2 separate regions of the Pelodiscus sinensis genome follow, and region 1 is linked to region 2. Evidence: chromatin contacts called from public Hi-C data. All regions are on one chromosome and are shown on one strand. The core of a region is the stretch at or near the end of the contact, and the rest is flanking DNA. Distances in the headings are between cores, read along the strand shown.

Region 1 (5,320 bases), core at 2,319-4,818, 280 kb after region 2:
CTCTCAGTCTTCTCTTCTCCCACACCAAACAATCCCAGTTCTTTCAGTCTTCCCTCATAGCTCATGTTTTCAAGGCCTTTAATCATGTGTTGCTCTTCTCTGGACCTTCTCCAGTTTTTCCACATTTTTCCTGAAATGTGGTGCACAGAACTGGACACAATACTTTAGTTGAGGGATAGTTAAAGACTAGTCAACTATCCGATAAGCAAATGCAAATGCTGATCGGATAGTCAGTCGACTAGTCAATCCCCCCGCCACACATATACACACCCCTCCTATCAGCCTCTGATAAACAGAGGATAAGGACACCATTCCTACCCATCCTGGCTAATAAATATTGATCAACCTAACCTCCGTGAATCTATCTAGCTCTTTTTTGATCCCTGTTAAAGTCCTAGTCTTCTCAACATTCTCTGGCAAGGGGTTCCAGAGGTTGACTGTACACTGCATGAAGAAAAATCTTCCTTTTGTTTTTTTTTAAACCAGCTACCTATTAATTGCATTCGGTGACCCCTAGTTCTTATGTTATGGGAACAAGTAATCAATTTTCCTTATTCGCTTTCTCCATACCTGTCATAATTTTATAGACCTCTATTATATCCCCCCCAATCTCCTCTTTTCTAAGCTGAAAAGTCCAAGTCTTTTTAATCTCCCTTCATATGGCACCTGTTCCAAACCCCTCATCATTTTTGTTGCCTTTCTCTGAGTCTTTTCCAATGCCAATATATCTTTTTAGAGATGAGGTGACCACATCTGTTCACAGTATTCAAGATGTGGGCGTACCATGGATTTATATAGAGGCAATAAGATATTGTCTCTTATTCTCTATCCTTTTCTTATCCCTCCTACTTGCTAACTTACCTGGAGCACATCAGTTATTGGTGAGCTTCTCACTGTGAACCTCATCACATTACGGGAAGCACACTAGATTTTATGCCTCACTTAGCAGATTTCTGTTTCACGTTTGAGAGGTTGGTTTAGGTCATTCGTTACGGTAGCACTGACCCCCCTTGACTCAAGGTTCAGACTCACTCTTCAGCTCCTCCTTGTTCTTCTCGCTGGCTGCATTGTCCACACGCAACGCCCTCCCGCTGAACTCGCGCCCATTCAGGTTCCGCATGGCACTGAGCGCCGTCTCCTGGTCTTGGTACTCACAAAAGCCATATCCCTTCGGTTTGCCTGTCTCCCTGTCATACACCAACCTGGATGGCGGAACCAAAAGAATCAAAGCCATTAGGCATAGTACATGGGCAGAATATTACATGATACCAAAGCATTTTCCAGACTGGTAACACCATCTTCCCCCACCCTCCATGCAGTCCCCAACAGGATGAAGGACCATTTTGTTCAAAACTTGTGCCTGCCAAGTATACCCGAGACCTGTCTGCTTGTGGCTGGTGTGCTGATAAATGCCAAATCAGTGACTGCTGAGACCAGGCCTGCTTATAGGAGATGCCCAAAAGAGAAACAGTTCTCACCTGAAACTGACAACAGGGCCCACCTCTGAGAAAATGTCCTTTAGCTGCTCCTCTGTGGCTTCATATGGGATATTCCCCACTATGGGAGAGGGGAGCAGTGTATCAGTACAGACCTCGAATACCAGGAAATAACATAGACATGAACTTCTCTCCACGGGAAAATAGGAAAAACAGAAGGGAACCAAGGGATGGCAAACCACAGGGATGGCTGCATTCTGGCATGCTACTGCAGGACTGCAGACTTTTGTGTATGTGCCATTGCTCCAAATGCTCGTGTTGGAGCAGTATCATGTTACCAGTACAGAATCCACTCCGGGGCACGTTTTAGGGCTCTGGTAATGAGACTCAATCCAGATTCAGGTCAGAAGGAAAGTGGGCAGTTATAATGCAGTCAATGTTTCTTAGAACAATGGTACCCTATTTTGGGTATGATACCACTATTTATGTTTCAGGAGTCTGTGGACTGTTCCACCAGACTTTCCTCCTCCTCCAGAATGCTTACGTTGCCTGTCTCCCTTTCAACTGTGCCACCTTAACCCACCATGGAGCATAAAATGCTTCTGAGAGATGGGGTATGCCTTCACGACTCACTGGCTCAACGGGCAGTGATCGATCCCATGTGTGTGTGTGTGGGGGGGGGGGGGTGTCAATTTACTGGATGTGATAAAGCAATCACTCACTGAGCAGTCTCCTGTTAACTTGGATATTCCACTAAAAAGAGTAAAAGGAGTTGATAGGAAAGCATAACCACTGAAGATCCTGGGAGATCTAAGTATGTTGACTTCAGCTACATTATTCACACAGCTGAAGTTACGCAACTTAGATTGATGGCCTGGGGTAGTGTAGAATAGGCCTAGGCCTAGGAGCAGTCCAAGATCTAAAGTGAGATTTTAAAGTGTGTATAAGCCATGGGAGATAGCAGGCATTGGTCCAAACAGGAAGAGTTTAGGAAAAGTTTAGGAGTCTTCATGTGAGAATGGGCCAATACTGGTTAACAAACCTTCTTTCTTCCCACTTTTACTACCAGTATCAATTAGTGCAGGTCACAGGTACGTACAATATAGGAACTACTGTGAGCCTGGGACACCTTCCTAACCCTTTACAGGCGGGTTGGCAGGTCTCGTTTCATGTTTTTTCTGTCATTCTTTTCCTATTGGTTTCAGTGAAAATATTGGTGGAAAATTTGGTTTAATCAGGGTTGGCGATTCCTTATCTCCATTTCCACCTGCCTGAGGAGCATGCAAGGCCCATGCTGAGGAAGGTGAAGGAGACAGTACTAACATTTTCACACAGCACCCCACGGTGTCTCACTATTCAGGGCCCAACTGAAAGGCCACTGATGTCTATGGACTTTGGCCCTTAATCAGTGCAGAATAGTCAAAAATTGTGTGTATCCTTTTCCACTCCATTCATCATATCAACGAGCAAAGAACGTGAACACAGAAAGGCTCTGAGAAGGATGTCATGGCAGAGGCTACATCCCCTGTGAGTAGAGGGGAGAGAGGAGGTCACGGTCCCATCAGTTCCACTATCACTGGCTAGTACCTGATGCTTCCAAAGGAGGCAACAGCGGGCTCCACTGCACACCCCTGGGGAGGCACGGGGGGGGGGGGGAATCCTACGGGTACCTACCCTGTGACGTGAGCCAACGTATCCAGCCCCTTTCCAAACCCGCCTGCAATGTGACTGACACCCAGAGCAGCAAGGGGGGTCTCTGGGAAGGGTCCCTGATGCCGGGAAGGAAGGGGCGGGGGGGGGGGGGGTCGCCACACTCCGAAGAGCGGGGGCCTCTGTCCAGGGAAAGCCCGGGGGGGGGGGGAGGGTCTGGCCGGCGAGGGGAGCAGCAGGGAAGGGGGGGGCTGGGCACCGGGGAAGAGCCAGGGCGGGAGGCAGGTCCCGGGCGCGGGGGCGGGAGATCCCCCGGGAGCTAGGGAGGAACCGGGCCGGGGGGGGGCCCAGCGCTGCCCTGCCCCCCCCGTGACGTAGCTGGGTCCCCCCCGGCTCCTCCTCACCGAACACGGAGCGCAGCGAGCGATCCACCGCGGGGTCCCGCACCGCCAGCCCCGCCATCCTTCACCCGCCGCCGGGGCCGCGCTTCCGGCCCCCCAGCCCGCCCCTTCCGGCCCCCTCGGGATCCGGCTGGAAACACGCGCCGCCACTTCCGTTCCGCCCGAGCCCGGCCGCTCGCTGGCTGGCGGCGGCGGGAGGCAGCTCCCCGCCCACAGCCAAGATGGCGGCGGCGGGCGCAGGATGGCAACTGCCACTCGGCTCCGGTGGGGGGCACGCACCCCGCGCGTCTAGTTCCGCGCACGCCAGGGCCTCGTGGCTTCCCTCGCGCGGCAGGGAGCCGGGGGGGGGGGGGTGACTGCATCAGCAGCATCCTTCTCGGGGGGGGGGGAGGTGAGAGGCCGGGGCGTGTGGCTGGGGGGGTCGCCTCGTGGGGGAGGGGTGCGTGGTGTGGCTGGGGGGGTCTCCTCGTGGGGGAGGGGTGCGTGGTGTGGCTGGGGGGGGTCTCCTCGTGGGGGAGGGGTGCGTGGTGTGGCTGGGGGGGGTCGCCTCGTGGGGGAGGGGTGCGTGAGGGTGGGGTGTGGCTGGGGGGGGTCGCCTCGTGGGGGTGGGGGGAGGGGATGCACGGGGGTGGGGGCTGCAGGTGTGAGGGAGCGGGAAGGGGTGGGGGGGAGGGGGGATGCCTGTTACGCCCTGCGGTGACTGGGGCAGAGGGTGACCAGTTCCCGGCGTGCCCGCCTGTGCCTAGCCCTGGCGCTGCCGCGCTCAGCAATGCGCCTCCAGGGGCGCCTCCCCTCCTGGGATTCTGCTCCGTGTCCGGGGGTCCCGAGCACTTCGGGGGCCCTGAAGCATCCGTGCTCCTGTTTGCCCTTCGAGCACAGTCACACTCCAGGTAGAACTTACAGAACAAGGACTGGTCCTGCAGCACCTTAGAGTCTGACCAAAAATGGAGGTAGTGTCCAGCATGAGCTGCCGTGGGCACAACCTGCTTCTTCAGCACGCCGAGGTGTCAGCCTCGCTGCAAGGCCCACCCTTCCGCCCAAGTCTTTGGGTGCTGCTGAGAGACGTTCAGGCTGCATCCAGCTGGAATTGCCAACCGCAGATTGAATAGCTTCCCTTACTGCCAAGCCAGACGACTGAGCGATGATTTCTTCTCTTTCAGGATCTGTCAAGATGGATGCAAAGAATGTGAATTCTGGTCCCGTCTTTGCGCTTGTTACCAAGTCACAGTTTGCCCAGCGGTTCAGGTGCAGTGCAGAGACGCAGAGGGAGGGGAGGAAAGCTGTGAGACATTGTTTTACCTGTATTGAGCTGAACGCATGGTCATGAACATGTGTTCCACTCAGAACAGAGTTTAAAAAAGAGAAAAGAAAAACCAATCCTGTGCTCGCGGGAAGGCCAGGATTGGAATAGCTGGGGCTGAGCAATCAGAAACGAGATACAGAGCTTGTGCAGCCAGCACTTTCCTGTACTGTGCCTGGCTCTAGTCAGCACTGTCATCCCATAGCCTTTACAATGGCGGGTATCATTCCCATTTTACAGAGAGGAAACCGAGGCACACAGGAATGCAGTGACTCGCCTGAGGTCACACAGTAACTCATTCCAGAGCTGGGAATAGCTTCAGCTCTCCTGACTCTAGACCAGAGGTTCCCAACCTTTTTCAGTCCCCGTATCCTCTTGGCTTTTAGTAAACCTTCCCGTACCCCCTATTCAATATGAAAGGAAATAAATTCTAGACTCTAGAATCCACAACTTTTTTCACTCACACTACTACTTTTGGAATATTTCAATTAGGATACTCTAGTTATTTACCAATTATTCCCCATACTCCCTTG
Region 2 (5,727 bases), core at 513-3,012:
AACTACTACTTTGTAAGGGATCTAGTGGGAGTCTTTTCTTGATCTCCACTCCTGCATGTGGTAGGGTCATTGACATTTCCAGCTCCTAATGCAGTATCTCTCAAACTGGGGGTCCAGACCCAAAAGGGGAGGTAAGATCACCTTTTTCTTTGATTTCAGAGTTGGGCAGCTGCAGAGTGCTGGCTGCTGGTCAGGCACCCAGCGCTCAAGGCAGCAACACCGAAAGCAGCAGTGCGGAAGTAAGGATGGCATGCTTATAGATACGGTTACTTAGCAGGGATCTGCCATGGTGCTGCAGGTGCTACGTTCGGTAGCAAAAGTGTGGGAGGAAGGGAGGTTGTCACAATCTAAAATATTTTCAGAAAAAGTTTGGGAACCTCTGTGTTAATGGATACTACAGAGGATAGGGGATTCAGATTTTGCTTCTCAGGAGACAGTGGTACCAATAGTGTCTCAGTAACAATCATAAACCTGAGCGCAACCCAAGAATGCGCAAGCATCTGGAACTGACTTTGCAGCTCCTGCTTGACCAAGTCGCTGGCTGAAACTCCTAAAGGCCAAGTGCAACTGAGCCCCAAGTGCTGCTCTCCGCATCCTGCCCAACAAGCCCCAATCCCCACATGTTGAATGCTGAGCCTGGGGTGTCACAGGGACTGGGGGGACCACAGGCAACGCTGCACATTAAGGATGTAATAGTGTAGTTAATTAACAGATTAACTGTTAAGCAAAAGCTTGTAGGTTAATGCCATAGACTATATGCATTTCTCCTTCTCCCCAAGTAAATTTTTTAGCAGGCTGTCAGCAACCTGGCTCAGTCTTGGATTGTGATGGGCCAGGACCTACCCCTACTGTGGCTCTACATTTAAAGTGTATTAGAAGCTAGGCTGTCAGGCAGCCCAGTTCAATTCTGGCTTATGCCGGGTCCAGGAGCACAGACACGCCCCCCCGGACAGGGGCTGCTGCCACCCTACACTGCTGCCTCTGTATAAGAGGCAGCAGCATGGGGCAACTGGCAGCTGGTTCACAAGGGGGAGCTGATTTTTAAACTGGCTCCCCTCACAGACCAGCTGTTGCCTGGCACCCGGTAAGTGGGGCCAGAGGGCACTGGCTGCTGGCCCCAGGTACCATAGCATAGTCGACTAACCGACAGGGGCGGCCCGTCCGTACAGGCGAACTAGGAGGTTGCCTAGGGCACTAAGCTAAATGGGGCGCCAAATGGTGGCGCAATATCATTGAGGGGTTTGGAGGGGGGGGGGGGGTTACTGCAGGGCTCGCCCAGGGCGCCAGTTGCTGGCAGCTCGTCTAGGGCTAAGAATTCATGAGGTCACTCAACTAGCCCGTCAACCGATATTTAACCTCCCTGCTGCGTCACACGCCGACGGGCCCGCCTGCTGCCAGAGCGCCCCGCCCCCCGCGGCCCAGCGCCCCCCGCCCCCCCGCGGCCCAGCACCCCCCGCCCCAGGCTCGGGAGGGGGCAGGGCTGTAAAATCTCTTTGAATCGCGGGGCGGGCCGGGGTTCCCCGGTAGCGGGGGGGGGGGGGTTGCCCGGTTAACCGCTGCCGCGCCCCCTGCCCGCAGCCCCGCGGGGGGGGGCACAGAGCCCTGCCCCTCCCGCAGAGACGTCACCGCCCCCTACCTGCAGTCGGTCCCGGCACCACTTCCGGCCCGTCCGCCAAACCCTCCCTCCGGAACCAGCCCGCGGGGCGAGACACCTGGCGGCCCCCTTACTTCCGCTTCCGGTTCACCACCCTCACCCTTCCGCGGGGTCCGCGCGACGAGCCGGCCGGCCTTCGCGTCTGCCCCTGTTGCCAGGGCGACCGCTCGGGGCCCGGTGAGTAGCGGGGAGCCTCAGCCAAGCCCCCCCCCCCCCCCCGCCGCCCTGCGGCAGCCCCGGCCCTGGAGCCAGCGGGCCCCGCTCGGTGCCGCCCCCACGACCCCTCGCTGCAAACAGCCTTGTGGGGGCTGCTGGGGGGCGGGCGCTGCTGGCGCCCCTCTCGCCTCTGCAATGAGCCGCCGCGTCACGGGCAGGCGCTGGCTCCGTTCCCGCCCCCCGGCCCGTTGGGATGCCCCGAGTGTGTTACACTGACGTGTCTTTTCTTTCCCGCTTTCGGCACTGAGATGTGGCTATTGGCGCAGGTATTTGTAAGCATTTGTGGGAAGCAAGAAGAGGCGAGATGACATCGACAAGTAATGAATTTGTTTCCTTATGTCTCTCTGGTGCTGGGTCTCTCTCTCCTTCCTGTGTGGGGGAAACGATTCTCCAGAGTCCTAAAGCCGCTGTGTCCCCGGGCCTCCTTGAAAGGATCCGCAGGAGAACAAGTTATTGGGGCGGAAATCAAATCTGCAGAACAAACAACACACACGCCGTGTGTAGATGAGGAACCAAGGACAATTTTCAGACCGCTATGGCTAGGGAGCCACCTGTTCCCATTGTCAAGCACTCCTGATATTAAAACACTTGGGCTCTGTCTACACTCGCGGCTTCTTGCACAAGTACAGCCGTTCTCGCGCAAGAATCTGCAGAGCGTCCACACTGCCCGCCCGCTCTTGCGCAAGTATGGCTTGGTAAGAGGGGGCTCCTTGCGCAAGAGCTACACTCTTTTTTGACAGGTGTAAGCCCTCTTGTGCAGGAGCTCTTGTGCAAGAGGGCTTTGTGGACGCTCAGCAGGGATTCCTTGTGCAAGAAAGCCCTATGGCTAAAATGGCCATCAGAGCTTTCTTGCGCAAGAAAGCATCCACACTTCCATGGGCGCTCTTGCGCAAAAGCACAGCTTGCACATGGCAGTGTGGGCATTTTCTTGTGCAAGAGTTCTTGCACAAGAACACTTGCGCAAGATGCCGCGAGTGTAGACATAGCCATAGAGTTTCTGATGTGGAGTGCAGGTTTCCTGTGCTGTATTAGATGCACAGTGCTGTTCCGGTTACCTGTTCCCTGGCCTTTTGCTTGGAATGCCCTTCTTGCAGAGACATTTTGAGTATAATGAAAATAAATATCTCTGTAGTGCACTTGGTAAATCTAATGGAACAGAATCAACTGTATATTTTTCTCCTTACAAGTCCTCCATTGCCTCTTAGGCTACGTCTACATTGGCAAGATTTTGCACACTTTTAACGCAAGAGTTTTTGCGTTAAAGTATTTGCGTAAGAGAGCATCTACACAGGCATGTGCTTTTGCGCAAAAGCATCCGTGCCAGTGTAGACGCTCTCTTGCGCAAGAAAGCTCCGATGGCCATTTTAGCCATCGGGCTTTCTTGCACAAGAAATTGATGTTGCTTGTCTACACTGGCTTCTTGCACAAGAACAGTTGCACAAGAGGGCTTATTCCTGAGCAGGAGCATCATAGTTCTTGCGCAAGAAGCACTGATTTCACACATTAGAACGTCAGTGTTCTTGCTCAAGAACTCCCCGCCAGTGTAGACAGACAGCATGTTTTTGCGCAAAAGCGGGTGTTTTTGCGCAAAATCATGCCAATGTAGACACAGCCTTACTGTAGATATTATCTTACCATTATAATGGCATCTTTTAGCAAGTAAAAGTGGGGAGGATGCCTGTTTATGTAGCAGTTGGGGCTGAATATTGTTATAGGAGCTAAGCACTGTAAGTACTATCATTCTAGGGGAGCAACATCAGATATGGAACTGATGTAGAAACATCCACTCACTTCCCATTTGTTCTAGGAATGGTAAAATGTTTCATGTTAATGTTTAATGTACACTAAAGCTGCTCTCATGAAAACAGAATTTTGATCATCTAAGTTTTAGGAGCAGAATCTTATTTGACTAGCCAATTAGCCCATCATAAAACAGGATTTTAATGTCTTCTCTCCTGAGCTCTCTTGCTCTGTGTGTGTGTGCGTGTCTCTCTCTCTCTCCTCCTACTGCCCCCCCCCCAGCTCTCCTCCACCTCCTGCCTTTCTTTCTCTCTTTCTCTCTCTTCTCCCCCTCCTGCCTCTCACTCTCCCTTTCTCTTCTCCTCCGTCTCTCCCTGCCCCCCTTCCCTTTCCCTCCCGCCATGGCACTTGGCTGAGTGCTGCCTGCTCAGCGGGGCTGCCACGAGGGAGGGGGCGGGGCGGTGACGTACATGGCCAGGGGGCGGGGCCGTGTGCGTCACCGCCCTTCCTTCCCCTCCCACCCTGGGGGAGCCCAAGGGGCACAGCACTCATCTGAGTGCCATAGCGGGAGGGGAAGGGAGCGGTGACATACACGGCCCCGCCCCCTGGCTGTGTACGTCACCACCCTCTCCCCATCCTCCCTATGGCATCCCGGCTGAGGAGCGCACCGCTCAGCACCACGGCGGAAGGAGGAAGGGGAGACGGTGACGTACACATCCTCCCCCACCCAGCCGTGTACATCACCGCCCGGTCCCCTTCCTGTCCCACCGGTGCTCAGCTGAGTGGCGCAGCGTCAGCACCACTCAGCTGGGTCGCGGCCGGGGAGCAAGCGGCTGTTTGCGGTCCAGCTACGGCCAGTGGCTGCACCCCCCGCCCTCCCCTCGCCAGGTCTGCTTCCCTCCCGCCTCGTCCCATCCAACCCCATGGCCCTCGATCCCCCCCCCCCCAGCTCTGCTTCCTGCCCCCTCTTCCTGCCAGCCTGCCCCACAGCCCCCCGGACACCCCCTTCCTCCCCCCCACACCCCCTTCCTCCCCCCCACCAGTGCTGCTTCCCTCCCCGCTTCCTCCAGGCCCCCCCATCCTCCCCTCCAGCCCCACAGCCCCCAATCCCCTCCAGCTCAGCTTCCCGCCACCCTTCCGGCCAGCTCTGCCCCCCTTCCCCTCCCTGCAAGGCGCCCCGCCCCCCCTTCCCCTCACTCTGTGGCGCGCTGTGCCACTCAGGTGAGCGGCGCTCCTGCCGGACCCCAGCAGGGGAGCAAGCGGCGGCAAGCAGCCCTTTGGAGTCTGTGCTCTGCACGCGTGGGGAGCGCAGACCCCAAACGGCTGCTTGCTGCTGCTTGCTTCCCTGCCCAGGCCCAGCTGAGCAGCGCAGCACTGGGCCGAACCACCACAGAGGGAGGGGAAGGGAGGCCGGGCGCTGAGGTACACAGCCAGGGGTGGGGCCATGTACATCAGCATTACACGCTCACAGACAATGGGCTACTACATATATGAGAGCACTTTTTAACATCCCACCTTTAAATTCTAAGTGTTAGCCTAACTCTGTTCCTAGTGAGGTAACAGGACTTTACTACTAATGTCAGTAGGAGCAGGTAAGCTAATATTGAGTGCGTTGGAAAATTCCAGCCTAAATAATTTCAGAAATGAGTCCCCCACAGTCATAGAAACTGCTCTTGCTGTCTTGAGCTCGTCTCTCACTTAAGCCCTTCTGTGTTCTGGGTGTGTAGGCTTAAACTCTTGTGTCACACCCCAAATATATCCTTTTGGTCAGGAATATTTTGTACTGTCTTTTGATTCTTACAAGGGAGATCCTACAGAAAGTTGGAGACCGAATGTAAACATTGGGTACCAGAAGCAGCAATTCTTTAGTGTTGTCTAATAAGGAATTTCTGAGTTAAGTGTCCATCCCATAGGTGCTTGTGTCTCAGCAGCCAACACGTACTGTTCCTAGTAATACAACAGGGAGAATAGGCACTTTGTTTATAAATGCTGAGTAGCCATCGCCTGTGGGAGGTGAAAACAGACATCTTGGTGACATTGTGTTTTGTCTTGTTTTCTGATCTCAAGAATTAAAGATGAGTAAGAACAAGGATGACGCGCCGCATGAGCTGGAGAGC

What was found. Hi-C and Micro-C count contacts between places; a contact is called where the count stands out from the background.
Region 1: a contact with region 2 is called in a Hi-C map of an unstated tissue, with 7 times the contacts expected there. The contact joins the promoter of TYW2 here to the promoter of LOC102452109 in region 2. A contact is called at or near these places in 2 of 5 Hi-C or Micro-C datasets (blood and an unstated tissue).

What each region holds. Positions count from the first base shown.
Region 1 is chr13:4,955,759-4,961,078 of ASM4963464v1, forward strand. It overlaps TYW2 (tRNA wybutosine-synthesizing protein 2), which reads left to right and starts at 3,569. Exons shown (of 8, transcript XM_075896744.1): 1 at 3,569-3,751; 2 at 4,648-4,732. The coding sequence starts at 3,709. It overlaps CSTF2 (cleavage stimulation factor subunit 2), which reads right to left and starts at 3,649. Exons shown (of 13, transcript XM_075896738.1): 1 at 3,491-3,649; 2 at 1,479-1,557; 3 at 1,033-1,202. The coding sequence starts at 3,548.
Region 2 is chr13:4,679,524-4,685,250 of ASM4963464v1, forward strand. It overlaps LOC102452109 (magnesium transporter NIPA2-like), which reads right to left and starts at 1,763. Exons shown (of 6, transcript XM_075896727.1): 1 at 1,637-1,763. TAF7L (TATA-box binding protein associated factor 7 like) reads left to right here and starts at 1,699. Exons shown (of 12, transcript XM_075896724.1): 1 at 1,699-1,831; 2 at 5,678-5,727. The coding sequence starts at 5,686.